Regions from separate parts of the Sus scrofa genome. Here all the other regions are linked to region 2. The links are chromatin contacts, called in public Hi-C and HiChIP or PLAC-seq maps. All regions are on one chromosome and are shown on one strand. Each heading gives the region's core, a stretch centred on a gene start, on an enhancer-like site or on the middle of the called end of the contact. The rest is flanking DNA. Distances are from core to core; before and after follow the strand shown. Region 1 has its middle 22 kb from the start of ACTG1. Region 2 holds the start of NDUFAF8 (NADH dehydrogenase [ubiquinone] 1 alpha subcomplex assembly factor 8). Region 3 holds the start of FAAP100 (Fanconi anemia core complex-associated protein 100).

Evidence for each region. Hi-C and Micro-C count contacts between places; a contact is called where the count stands out from the background. HiChIP or PLAC-seq counts read pairs in DNA pulled down with a chosen protein or histone mark.
Region 1: a Hi-C map of undifferentiated spermatogonia shows a contact between it and region 2, with 2.1 times the contacts expected there. The contact joins the enhancer-like site here to the promoter of NDUFAF8 in region 2. A contact is called at or near these places in 1 of 5 promoter capture datasets (liver), 24 of 47 Hi-C or Micro-C datasets (adipose tissue, alveolar macrophages, blood and 13 more) and 1 of 2 datasets of contacts at active chromatin or transcription factors (skeletal muscle).
Region 3: a contact with region 2 is called in an H3K27ac HiChIP or PLAC-seq map of skeletal muscle. The contact joins the promoter of FAAP100 here to the promoter of NDUFAF8 in region 2. A contact is called at or near these places in 1 of 47 Hi-C or Micro-C datasets (skeletal muscle) and 1 of 2 datasets of contacts at active chromatin or transcription factors (skeletal muscle).

Annotation. Positions count from the first base shown.
Region 1 is chr12:1,340,176-1,343,729 of Sscrofa11.1, reverse strand. No RefSeq gene overlaps it. Among named protein-coding and RNA genes, the nearest start is that of ACTG1, 22 kb to the right of the region's middle. Within about 2 kb of position 2,174, at least 49 of the 83 cell types and tissues checked have an H3K27ac peak or open chromatin away from gene starts, as enhancers often do. A contact at or near this core is called in adipose tissue, embryonic fibroblasts, fetal liver and 3 more, where this site is marked.
Region 2 is chr12:1,517,917-1,521,191 of Sscrofa11.1, reverse strand. It overlaps NDUFAF8 (NADH dehydrogenase [ubiquinone] 1 alpha subcomplex assembly factor 8), which reads left to right and starts at 1,714. Exons shown (of 3, transcript XM_021066478.1): 1 at 1,714-1,872; 2 at 2,015-3,275. The coding sequence starts at 1,789. The coding sequence ends at 2,614. It overlaps TEPSIN (TEPSIN, adaptor related protein complex 4 accessory protein), which reads right to left and starts at 1,432. Exons shown (of 14, transcript NM_001244108.1): 1 at 1,374-1,432. The coding sequence starts at 1,421.
Region 3 is chr12:1,286,755-1,290,085 of Sscrofa11.1, reverse strand. It overlaps FAAP100 (Fanconi anemia core complex-associated protein 100), which reads right to left and starts at 1,715. Exons shown (of 11, transcript XM_021066475.1): 1 at 1,431-1,715; 2 at 1,130-1,248; 3 at 1-528. The coding sequence starts at 1,595.

The DNA of each region.
Region 1 (3,554 bases), core at 925-3,424, 180 kb after region 2:
CGTCACGCCTCCTTGGCGCCTCCTGGGGCTGAGCCCTGGCGGGGTAGAGACAGGCCCCCTGAAAGGATGTGAGTGAATGACCCCCCTCGCCCCCCGCCACAGAGGGAAGCCCTGTCTCTAAACTCGCCAGGCAAAACGCATGGTCCAAGAGTTCCCACTGTGGCTCAGTGGGTTAAGAACCTGACATAGTATCCATGAGGATACAGGTTCAATCCTTGCCCAACCTTGCTCAGTGGGTTAAGGATCCAGCATTACTGTGAGCTGTGGTGTAGGTCACAGATGTGGTTCGGATCTGGCGTGGCTGTGGCTGTGGCTGTGGTGTAGCCTGGTGGCTGCAGCTCCGATTCAACCCCTAGCTTGGGAACTTCCATTTGTCACAGGTGTGGCTGTGGAAAAAAGCCAAAACCCAAAAAAGGCGTGGGCCCTTCGTCCTGCAGTGTGGGCGGAGCACCCTCTGACGCAGGCACCGTGAAGAGACAACGGCGAAAGGCCAGTCCCTGCCCCGGGGACGTATGGTCCCAACTGTGCCCATGACAGCTAGGAGCATCTAGGAGGCCATGTGGACGGACACATGTGCTCTCTGTCCACTGCTCTGCCTCCTGTTTGACTCATCACTGTACACCGTCCTTCTGGAGAGCTGGAATGGGTTCGCACTGGGAGGGAGAGGCTTGGCCAAGCCCCACCCCACCCATTTCAAACGTACCTCTGGGAGGTCCCACCGTGGTGCAGCAGAAATGAATCTGACGGGTAACCCTGAGGTGGCGGGTTTGAATCCCTGGCCTCACTCGGTGGGTTAAGGGTCCGGCGTTGCATGAACTGTGGTGTAGGTCGCAGACGCGGCTCGGATCCTGCGTTGCTGCAGCTGTGGTGGAGGCCGGCAGCTGTAGCTCCATTTTGACTCCTAGGCTGGGAGCCTCCCTGTGCTGGGAGTGCGGCCCTAAAGCAGGGGGGTGGGGGTGGGGGGCGAGGGGGAGGTACCTCTGCAAGGACACACCTGGGTTTCACTCACACCGTATGTCACTGCCTACAAAATAAAACAAAACAGCAGTGTTCCTAAGATGCTTCTAGTCACACTTCAGAACAGGTGCTGGACATGTCCCCATTTCCCGCCCCAGCTGTCCTGCCCTGTGGCCGGAGGTGGACCCTGGGGCACAGGGTCGCTAGGGATTCAGCCAGGAAGGAGCTGCAGCTGTGAGGAGCAGGCAGGAGGAACGTGAGGCCAGCACATGTACAACCAGGACCCTCCCTGCCAGGTTGGCCACGACCCTCCTTCCAAGGTCGGACCTTCTGCTGGATGGGCCTCTCCCATGGCCCTTCAAGTCAACGGGATAGCAGCTCCCCGTTATTGCCGGCCCTGGCCTGCATGATCTCCTCTTCAATTCGTTCATTTTCCATTTATTCAACTCTTTTCAAATCCTCTGTCTGAGGTGCCATAAAAGTGTAAGACCACATCAATTGCCCGTATCAAAGAACATTCTTGTATGTTCCACTTGGAGTAGCTTGGAGGGGAGACCAGTGGAAACTAGGGGAAGGCTTGCCTCCAGGCCTTCCTGGGGCCACCGCTGTTTGTGGCCTCAGGATAATAGCAGGTGCTGTCAATAACCGACTCAATCAGTGAATGGATTGATCCCTGCTGGCCCCTCCACCACCCAACAGCAGATTGCCCCTTCCTTGACGATTTTCCTCAGTCTCCTTGGTCAAGCCCTCAGGTCCCTCCTTCCCTGAGCCCAGCCTTCTGGGGGTACAGTGGCGGGGGGTGGGGAGAAGCCCAAGCCCAAGCCGTGGTTGGACCCGCGGTCCAGCAGCGGGATCAAGAAAACCCCAGGGGCTCCACCCTCACAGGCTCTGTGGCTTTGAGGCTGTCACTTCACTCCACGTGTGCAACGGGAGCAGCCACGACCCCCCCCGCCATCCGCGGCCCCGCACGACAGAGGGCCGAGAAGATGGCACAGCGCTTTGCGCTCCAAGGGCACTCGGGGACCCTCGGGGACGGCTCGGAGTCCTCGGGGCGAGCGTCCCGGGAGTGGCGCGGGGCCGCGGGGCCGCGGGGCCGCGGGTCGCTGTCCTGCCTCCGCGGCGCCCCGGGCTTTGGGCGCCCCGCCCGCCTAGGACTGAGAACCGCCGCGCGCGCCTCCCCACGTGGGGCCGTACGGGCTCGCAGCCCGGGCACCCGATTGGCCACCAAGCAGCCAATCAGAGGGTGTCGTCGGCAGCCACCTCGCCAATTGGCTGCGGAGAGCCAGTCAGCGAGGGGCGGGGCCTTCTTTTGTTCTCTCCTCCGCGGCCCCGCCGGCCCCGCCTCCCGGGCCCCGCCTCGGGGTCCCCTGCGGCCCCGGCGCCTCAGCTGTGGGCACCCCCCCACCCCAAAGCCCCGGTCGGGGCCGCCGGGAGGCTGCCAGTTGCGGTCGAGGCCCCTCCGAGCTGGCCGCTCCTGGGGCCAGCCCCGCTCTCGCCCCCTCCTCACCCACCCGACTGGCATGGGAGAAAGAACCAGCTGCCTGAAACACAGCCTGCGCAGGGGCTGACCTTGGACAAGCCCTTTCAGCTACGTCCCTCGGTGCCTTGCCCTTGCTTTCTCCCTGTCTCCCAGGACTTGGGGACAAGAAGAGCCCATAAAAAATGAGCTGGGGCTCTTTCTGCAACGTGCCCAGGCAGTGACAGAAAGTCTCCGATTTTTCCTGCGGGGGAGCGTGGAGCACGTGGGAGATGGCCTTAGAGGGGAGACTAAGTGTCTGGACATTGCTAACCTGAGCCCTCATTTAGAGCGACAGTCCTTTCCTGATCCGAGGGGCTGGATGGGGGAAGGGACAGAAGCCCGGGCCTCAGCCGGGCCAGCTGTACAAACTCTCCCCAAATCATCCTCCCTCTTCCACCACTTCACAGGGGCCCCCCTCGGGGGTGGAAAGTGGTGGCCCTAGGAGCCAGGGCCCTTGCCGGGAGAAAGAGCACTGGGCTGGGCTAGGGGGTCAGGCGTTCAGTCTGGTCTCTTTTCCTCAAAGTCACCACCTTCCTCCAGAAACTATCTGGAGGCATCGCCCAGTGCCTTGGTGGCCACACACATCCTGGGAGGCAGCCAGGCTGCAGTGCTGTCCAGGCTGTGGACACAGGGCTCCCGATCTCCAGACTGGGGCCTGAGGTCCTCTCCAGGCTCGGATCCCCTCTCTGGGAGTCTAGAGGTTCAGCTCCGTTCGTCCCATGATACAGCAGCTAAAGAGACCACTGAGGTGGGACAGGGCCCCTGCCAGGCAGGTCAGGGCCCACCGTTTCCTCAGCGCCCTTTGCAACCCCCATTGACTGGTTTTTTTTTTTTGTCTTTTGTCTTTTTTTTTATTGCCTTTTCTAGGGCCACTCCCGAGGCATATGGAGGTTCCCAGGCTGGGGGTCCAATTGGAGCTGTAGCAGCAGGCCTACACCAGAGCCACAGCAACACGGGATCCAAGCCGTGTCTGCAACCTCTACCACAGCTCACGGCAACGCCGGATCCTTAACCCCCTGAGCAAGGGCAGGGATCAAACCTACATCCTCATGGTTCCTAGTCAGATTCGTTAACCACT
Region 2 (3,275 bases), core at 465-2,964:
GGCCCCCCTACCCTGCCACCTGCCTGAGAAAACTCAAGGAGCCAGAATTTACTCTCCGTTCTGGCTCACAGCTGGTGACAGGCCCCAACCTCCCTTTCGTGAAGCATTTCCTAAAAAGGAACTACAACTGTGAACCAAGGGCCTCCTACGACTCCAGGGTGTCTTTCTCAAGGACCTCAAGGCCATTCCTTGAAATGTAACTACCAGAAAATCCCAGTCCCTACAGGACCTAACCTCTAGGACCACCAGCTATCAGACGCGGACGCGGCAACCCATGGACACTGCCCAGCTCCTCGCGATTTCTGACTCGAGCCGCAGCCTTCTGTCCTGAAAATGCCCAGTCCTCGGTGGCTCTAAGGGCTCCCCGCCTCCCCCGTCAGTGACGCAGGCGTCTGACACACCTAAGGGACACACTATGTTCCTTATGTTTCGTTTAGAAACAGCTTAGCAATAAGCAGTTTAAAACCGAAGAGCTTGGAGGCTTTCCTTGTGCGTCTCCCTGGCTTGACTGCACCCTAAACACAATCACCTGTGAACTAAAGATGAGGCGCCCTGAGCACAACCGCCCGGGGATTAAAGATTAGCACCTGCTGTTCTTCAGGAACTTTCCCAATTCGTTCTAACCGCTCATCAGGATACCCCTTTCTCAAGTATTGTTATTCCAGGAAAAGTCAAGATTCATAACCCGGAAAACCACTGAGCTCTCCGGCACCAGCTTAGGTGACTAAGAATCGCTGAAAGAAAGAAGAATGCGTGTTTGCCCCAACCCTGATTCTTATCTGAAACCCTGTTTTTCTCCTTTTAGACCATAAAACTCCCTGCAACTCTTCCCCAAGAAACGGCCCAGTCTTTAGGGCGTTAGCCTGCTGTCACCTCCTTGGCCTGGCAGAGCAATAAAAGCTATTTTTTTCTCCTTCACCCCTATCTGACGCCCGCCACTGAGTGAAACGGTCGTCCTGCTTTCCAGGCTAGTGTCTGGCCCTGTAATTGATCTTCGACAGAGCTCAGGGGTCACTGCGTCTTTTTCTCGAAAGCTCTCAAGTTGGGTAAGAAAGCACTAACTTGGGGCCCCTGGCTCTCTTCCCCAATTTGGACTCGGGTCAAGGCGTCTCACTGTCCCCAGGACCTGACACAGGGCTGGCTGACCTGCCTCCTCCACGCACGTGCGGCGGGGTCCCGCAGCCTCGGAGGGGTCCAGGGTAGGAGGGAGAGGAGGGGAGCCGGGGGTGTCGGAGGCGGGGCTGGGGGGAAGAGGCGAGAGGAGAGGTGGGGGGGCCGCAGAGCTGTGACCCCGCGGGGGCCGAGCGGGGCCACGGAGGCGGCCAACTCGGCCGGGAGGCTGCGCGCGGCGGGGCCGGGCCGCCCGCACTCACCCGGTGCAGGAAGCTCAGCCGGTCCCGCAGCTGCGGCGTGGCCGCCATGGATGCCGGTCACCTTCCGGCCCCGCCCAGCTTCCGCCAAGCCCTGACCCCGTCCAGTCACTCAGCGGGCCTGGCCCCGCTGGCCAATCGTTCGCGTGGGGCGGGCCCTGAGGCCGTCCTCGGTAAACAATTTGCACCTGAACCAATCCAAAGTCTAAGGTCAAAGACGGACGAAACCACGAGCCAATTACAGGGCTCTGCTCCCAGAGCGTAGTTCCGGAGGCGAGGCAGAGGCGTGGCTGAAGCCTGGCCAATTACAAAGCGCAGAACAGGTTGTGGGCGGAAGCGTCGACCAATCAAGCTGTTGGGTGCGGGAAGAGGCCGGACCTAAGATGGCGGCGCCCACGGGTGCCAGGAAGAGCCGCTCATGTCGGGTAGCGGAGCGGTGTGGGGTCGAGTGCGAAGCCGCCTCCGCGCCTTCCCCGAGCGCCTGGCGGCCTGTGGGACTGAGGTGCGGAGCCGTCAGCGAGGCGGGAGGGCTGTACGGGGCGGGGCGGGGCGGGCGGTTACCGGGGAGCGGCGGGGGGGTCTACTGGCTGACCGGCGGGCGCAAGGGCCGCCGCGATCCTCGCCCGTCCCCGTCCTGTCCCCAGGCCGCGGCCTACGGCAGGTGCGTGCAGGCATCCACCGCCCCGGGCGGCCGCCTGACCAAGGACCTTTGCGCGCAAGAGTTCGAAGCCCTGCGGCGCTGCTTCGCCGCCGCGGTAAGTGGGCGCCGGCCCCGCCGGGGCGGGGGGCACCCTGGTTTCGGTGTTGGGCGCCGGCAGGTGCTGCGCACACGGCACACCCGCCCACCAGCCAGCGCGACCCCCGCCCGGCCGTGTCCATCGCGGGGAGGGGAACGGCACCCTCACCGTGTTACTGCGGTGCCTTGGAACCCTACCTGGGCCTGTCGCCGAGGCGGGGTAACGCCAAAAGGGACCCCACGTGTGTGCTGCGCGTGGGCGGTTACAGCCAGGCCCCTGGTCTCCCCCTGCTCGACTGCGCGTTTCTCAGAGGGTGAAGGGACAACCAGCAGGGCCGCAGCGGCTGCGAAGTCCTCCACCAGCCGCGCTGACGGGTGCCAAGGGCGCAGAAGCGGCTGCGCTGACGCGGTCTGTTGGTTCCCTGGCTCTGGGTTCAGATCTGCCTCCAACCACTCAGGAGCGGGTGTCTTCTGTTTCCGAGCTGTGGCATTTTCTGATCCTCACTGATCGAACCCTGTGCTGGAGAAATCCTTACGCACTATGCCCACGTAAAGAACTATGGTGTCCAGTTTGTGTTTTCAAGAAAGACGAGGAAGAAGTAGAATTGGAGGCAACTCTCTGGGCAACTGAGATGGGCGCTCCAGACATCTCAAGGGCAGGCAGCGGAGACTGCACTGAGGCTTCCACACGGGGGTTTGAGCTGGTGCCGAGGTGTCAGGTCTCCGGGGTCTGGGGTGGGCTGTGATGCCAAGGATCAGCTCTGTTCACCAGACGCAGATCCTGAGAACCGGACCCCAGAGGGGGCAGGATGATTCCAGGAATCTGAGGCCATTTTCTGACGTTCCGGGATGGCTCTCCCTCCTTTTCTGGGCCCTCAGACCCTCCTCGCACTCCCCTTGCCATGACCGTGGCTGGGACGCGCAGTCTCAGCCTTGTCACCAACCTCTGATCCGACGCGGACATGTCCTTGGGACTTGCTTCCTGCCTCCTGGCAGATCCCCCGGGAGGGGACAGGCCTCGGTCCCACGGTCACCGGTTGCGAGGTGAAGACCCGCGCTCCCGGCACCAGGCTCTGCTCTGGCACCTGTGGGCGCGTGGTCACCTGCACAGGTGTCTGGTCGTCTGAGACTCTTTATGCTCCTTTGCCTCCATCGTGCTGTCCTGTCCC
Region 3 (3,331 bases), core at 466-2,965, 230 kb after region 2:
TCACCAGGGGCTGACCTGGAGGTGACCAGGGTCTTCAGGACCACACAGCAGAGCTGGCCATCAGGGAGGCCACAGAGGATCACCGGCGACTCCAGGAGGGAGGCGTCGGCTCCAAAGAGTAAGCCAAAGAGGGCCTCCTCCAGCGTGACACCCCCGGAGCCCTGCACGTGGCCGTGAGGGACCCCGGGGCCTGGCGGTGATGCACAGCACAGCACCGGGAGGAAGCAGGGGGCTGCGGGCTCCCCCAGGCTCCCAGATGGGGGGGTGCAGGTGGACAACTCCACCTCACCAATCTGGCCTCCGGGCCGGGGGTCCTGCCCCGGACAGGGACGCTCAAACAGCTGCAACTTCCACTGGGCGGGGCCCTGCGCCAGGGCGACGAGCACGTTGTCCAGCACGGTGAAGGCACACAGCGTGGCATCAGGGAGGACACAGGCGCCTGGGTCCACAGGGATCACAGGGGCAGGGGGCTCGCCGGCCTCACCGTCCTGGTTGTCCCTGTCATTCCTGCCATCCTGGCTCACAGACCTTCGAGAACACAGGGAACTGCTGGTCACAAGCTCCCTGCGTGGCAACCTGCCCAGGACACGACAGGTCTGGGGTCTGCACAGGGAGGGATCCCACCTGCTCCATGGACTGCCCAGCTCCCAGACAGTCACCTGGGGGCACATGCCCAACAGGTTGTACCAAGGCTTCCAGAAACGGGGTTTGGACAGGAAATTCTCCTCGCAACAGAACTGTCGGCCCCCCACGCCCCACCCCGGGCCTCCACTGTGACTCACACCTGCTACCTTTCTATTTGCTAAACCAGTCGTGAGCAGGGGCCGGCATCTAGGCTCTGCACTGCTACCTGGGGTGGGGGCCTGGCTCCTCTGGCCACTGACTCCAGGTACACAGAGACCCGCCTCAAAGGTGTGACATGGCAGCCCCGCCAAGGCCAAAGGGGCAGCACCCTGCTCCGGGGGGCAGACTCGGCTGCCTGAACCCCCTGTCCCACCAGAGGCAGTGTCTGAGGACGGCAGGGAAACACCGGTCAGGGAGAGCGCGAAGCCCACCTGAGACCATATCGACCTCGACCGCGGCGAGGCCAGTGAGGGCCCGCCCAGAGCAGCGGCGCCTGCAACCTCACCTGCTGGCCTGGTCCAAAGACAAGCAGTAGATACCGCTCCGGGCGCACAGAACGTAGAGCGCCCTGCCAAGGGCCAGGAGCTCCAGGTGCCACACCCGGCCGGGAAACTTGTACACAGCCTGGGCGCCCGGGGAGAAGGCAGCGTCGGGCGGGGCGCCGAGGCAGCGGACGAACTGCTCCGCGGCGCCGGCCCCCCCGTGCCGAGCCCCGCCGCGGGGACCCCGCCCCCTCCCTTCCGCGGCCCGGGACCCGCCCCGCCCCGCCCCGCCCCGCCCTCCTCCCGGCCCCGCCCGGCCCTCACGGTCAGCAGCCGCCCGTCGCGGTCGTAGACGTAGACCAGTTCGCTCCCGGTGGACAGGAAGATCTCCGCCCCGTGGCACAGCACGCGGGGCTTGCCCGCAGCCAGGCCCCCTAGCGGGCAGCAGAAGCCCGCCAGGTATTCGACCCGCGGCGCGAGGCCGGCCATGGCGGGAGTCGCCGGGAGGCCCGGCCGCAGAGGGAGCTCGGCCTCGCGGCGCCCGTGCCGGAGGCGGGGCGCTTTACGGCCGCTCCGGTCTCAGCGCGGCCTCCGCCGTAAAGCGGCGCGGCGGGGGCGGGGGCGGGGGCGGGGGGCGCGGCGGGGGCGGGGCCGGGGGCGGGGCCGGGCGGAGAGCTGGGCCCTCGGCCGGAGTCCCGCGCAGCGGGCTGAGGGCCAGACCGCTGGCGTAAAGCTCGTGGACTCAGGGCGGTTTGGCGAAGGTCCAGAGCGTTTAAAGCCAAACGCGGGAAGCCCAAGGCCCTGACCCTGTCGCTCGTCCGTTCTCCCCCGGGCCTCCCCTGGAAACCCACGACGTCGCGCTTCCCCCGTGCTTCCGAGGGCCGCGCCGGCTCCCCCACGGCGGGGGCCATCAGAACGCGTCTCCTCCGAGCGGGCAGTCCGCTCCTAAAGCCACTTTCTAGGGTTTCGACGGGCGGTTGGATCTGTGAAGCCCAGCAGGGGGTCGGACAGCTTCACGTCTTGCCACGCCCGCGGCGCTGGGGCTCCGGCTCTGAGCGGCTGAGCCACCTTACTCCTGCCACATCCCCAGGGCACTGCTGCGTCTGAGCGCGACCACGGATAGAAGTATCCCTCTCTTGATGCTGTCTATGGATGCGTTGGTTTGGCCAGTGGGGACAAAGAGTAAGCCAGAGTTGTTGTGGGTTGAGGGCAGAGGACCGTAAAGAAAATGCCTGACCACATCTCAGGAAGAGGGGCAGCTCATCAGCAATCAGCCTGGGGGTCGGGGTGAAGGCAGAGCCCAACACCTCTCCTTCCCAACCCTGACTTCCAAGGCTTCGGTGAGAGGTGCTGACCAGAGGGCCCAAGAGCTCTCTGGATGAGACTCAGAGGCCCAGAGCAACCCTGAGAAGTGCCTGCAGTCAATCACAGCCTCCTTCTAGAAGCCACTGGGAAAGTCTCCAAGGCCAGACATCCATGAGTGAGAGAGGCATCTGCAGTGTGTGGCCAGACAGGGCAAGCTGAGGGGGTCCAGCTGCCAAATGTTTTCTTAGCTTGAGTTAAGCTGACCTCACCAAGGCAAAAACCTGCAAAACACAAAGAACCAGTAGCAAAAGTTCTAATCCCACAGTGTTCCTGGGTTGGACACAGCACGAGTGGGGCATTTGCAGTCTGTCCTTCACCTTTTCTGACACCTATTCCTACCTGGCCTTTGAAATTAGAAATGAGTCCCCCACCCCCACACCCCAGAGTGCACAAGTGTTCTCAGATGGTCTTTTTTTTTTTTTTTTTTTTTTTTAATGGCTGTACCTGTGGCATTTGGAAGTTCCCAGGCGAGGGGTGGATGGAAGCTGCAGGTGGGGCCTATGCCACAGCTATGTCAACACCGAATTCAAGCTGCATCTGTGACCCACACAGCTACGTGCAACAATGCTGGAAGCTTAACCTACTGAAGGAGGCCAGGGATTGAACCTGCATCCTCAGAGACATCAGGCCCTTAACCCACTGAGCCACAGGGGGAACTCCCCAGCCAGTCTTCTGACCACCAGTCCCTGTGGGCCACAGACTCAACATCAAAGGAACTATGCCAGAAATGTCCGAAAAAGAGGGCCACGTGGCTCTGGGAGGAAGTGGGCTAAGCTCGCCGGACCTACATCCCAGGTTTAGCCCTGACGAGCCAGGCACTGCTCAGTGGGTCATTCCTGTTCCGCTTCCTCCCGCTCAAG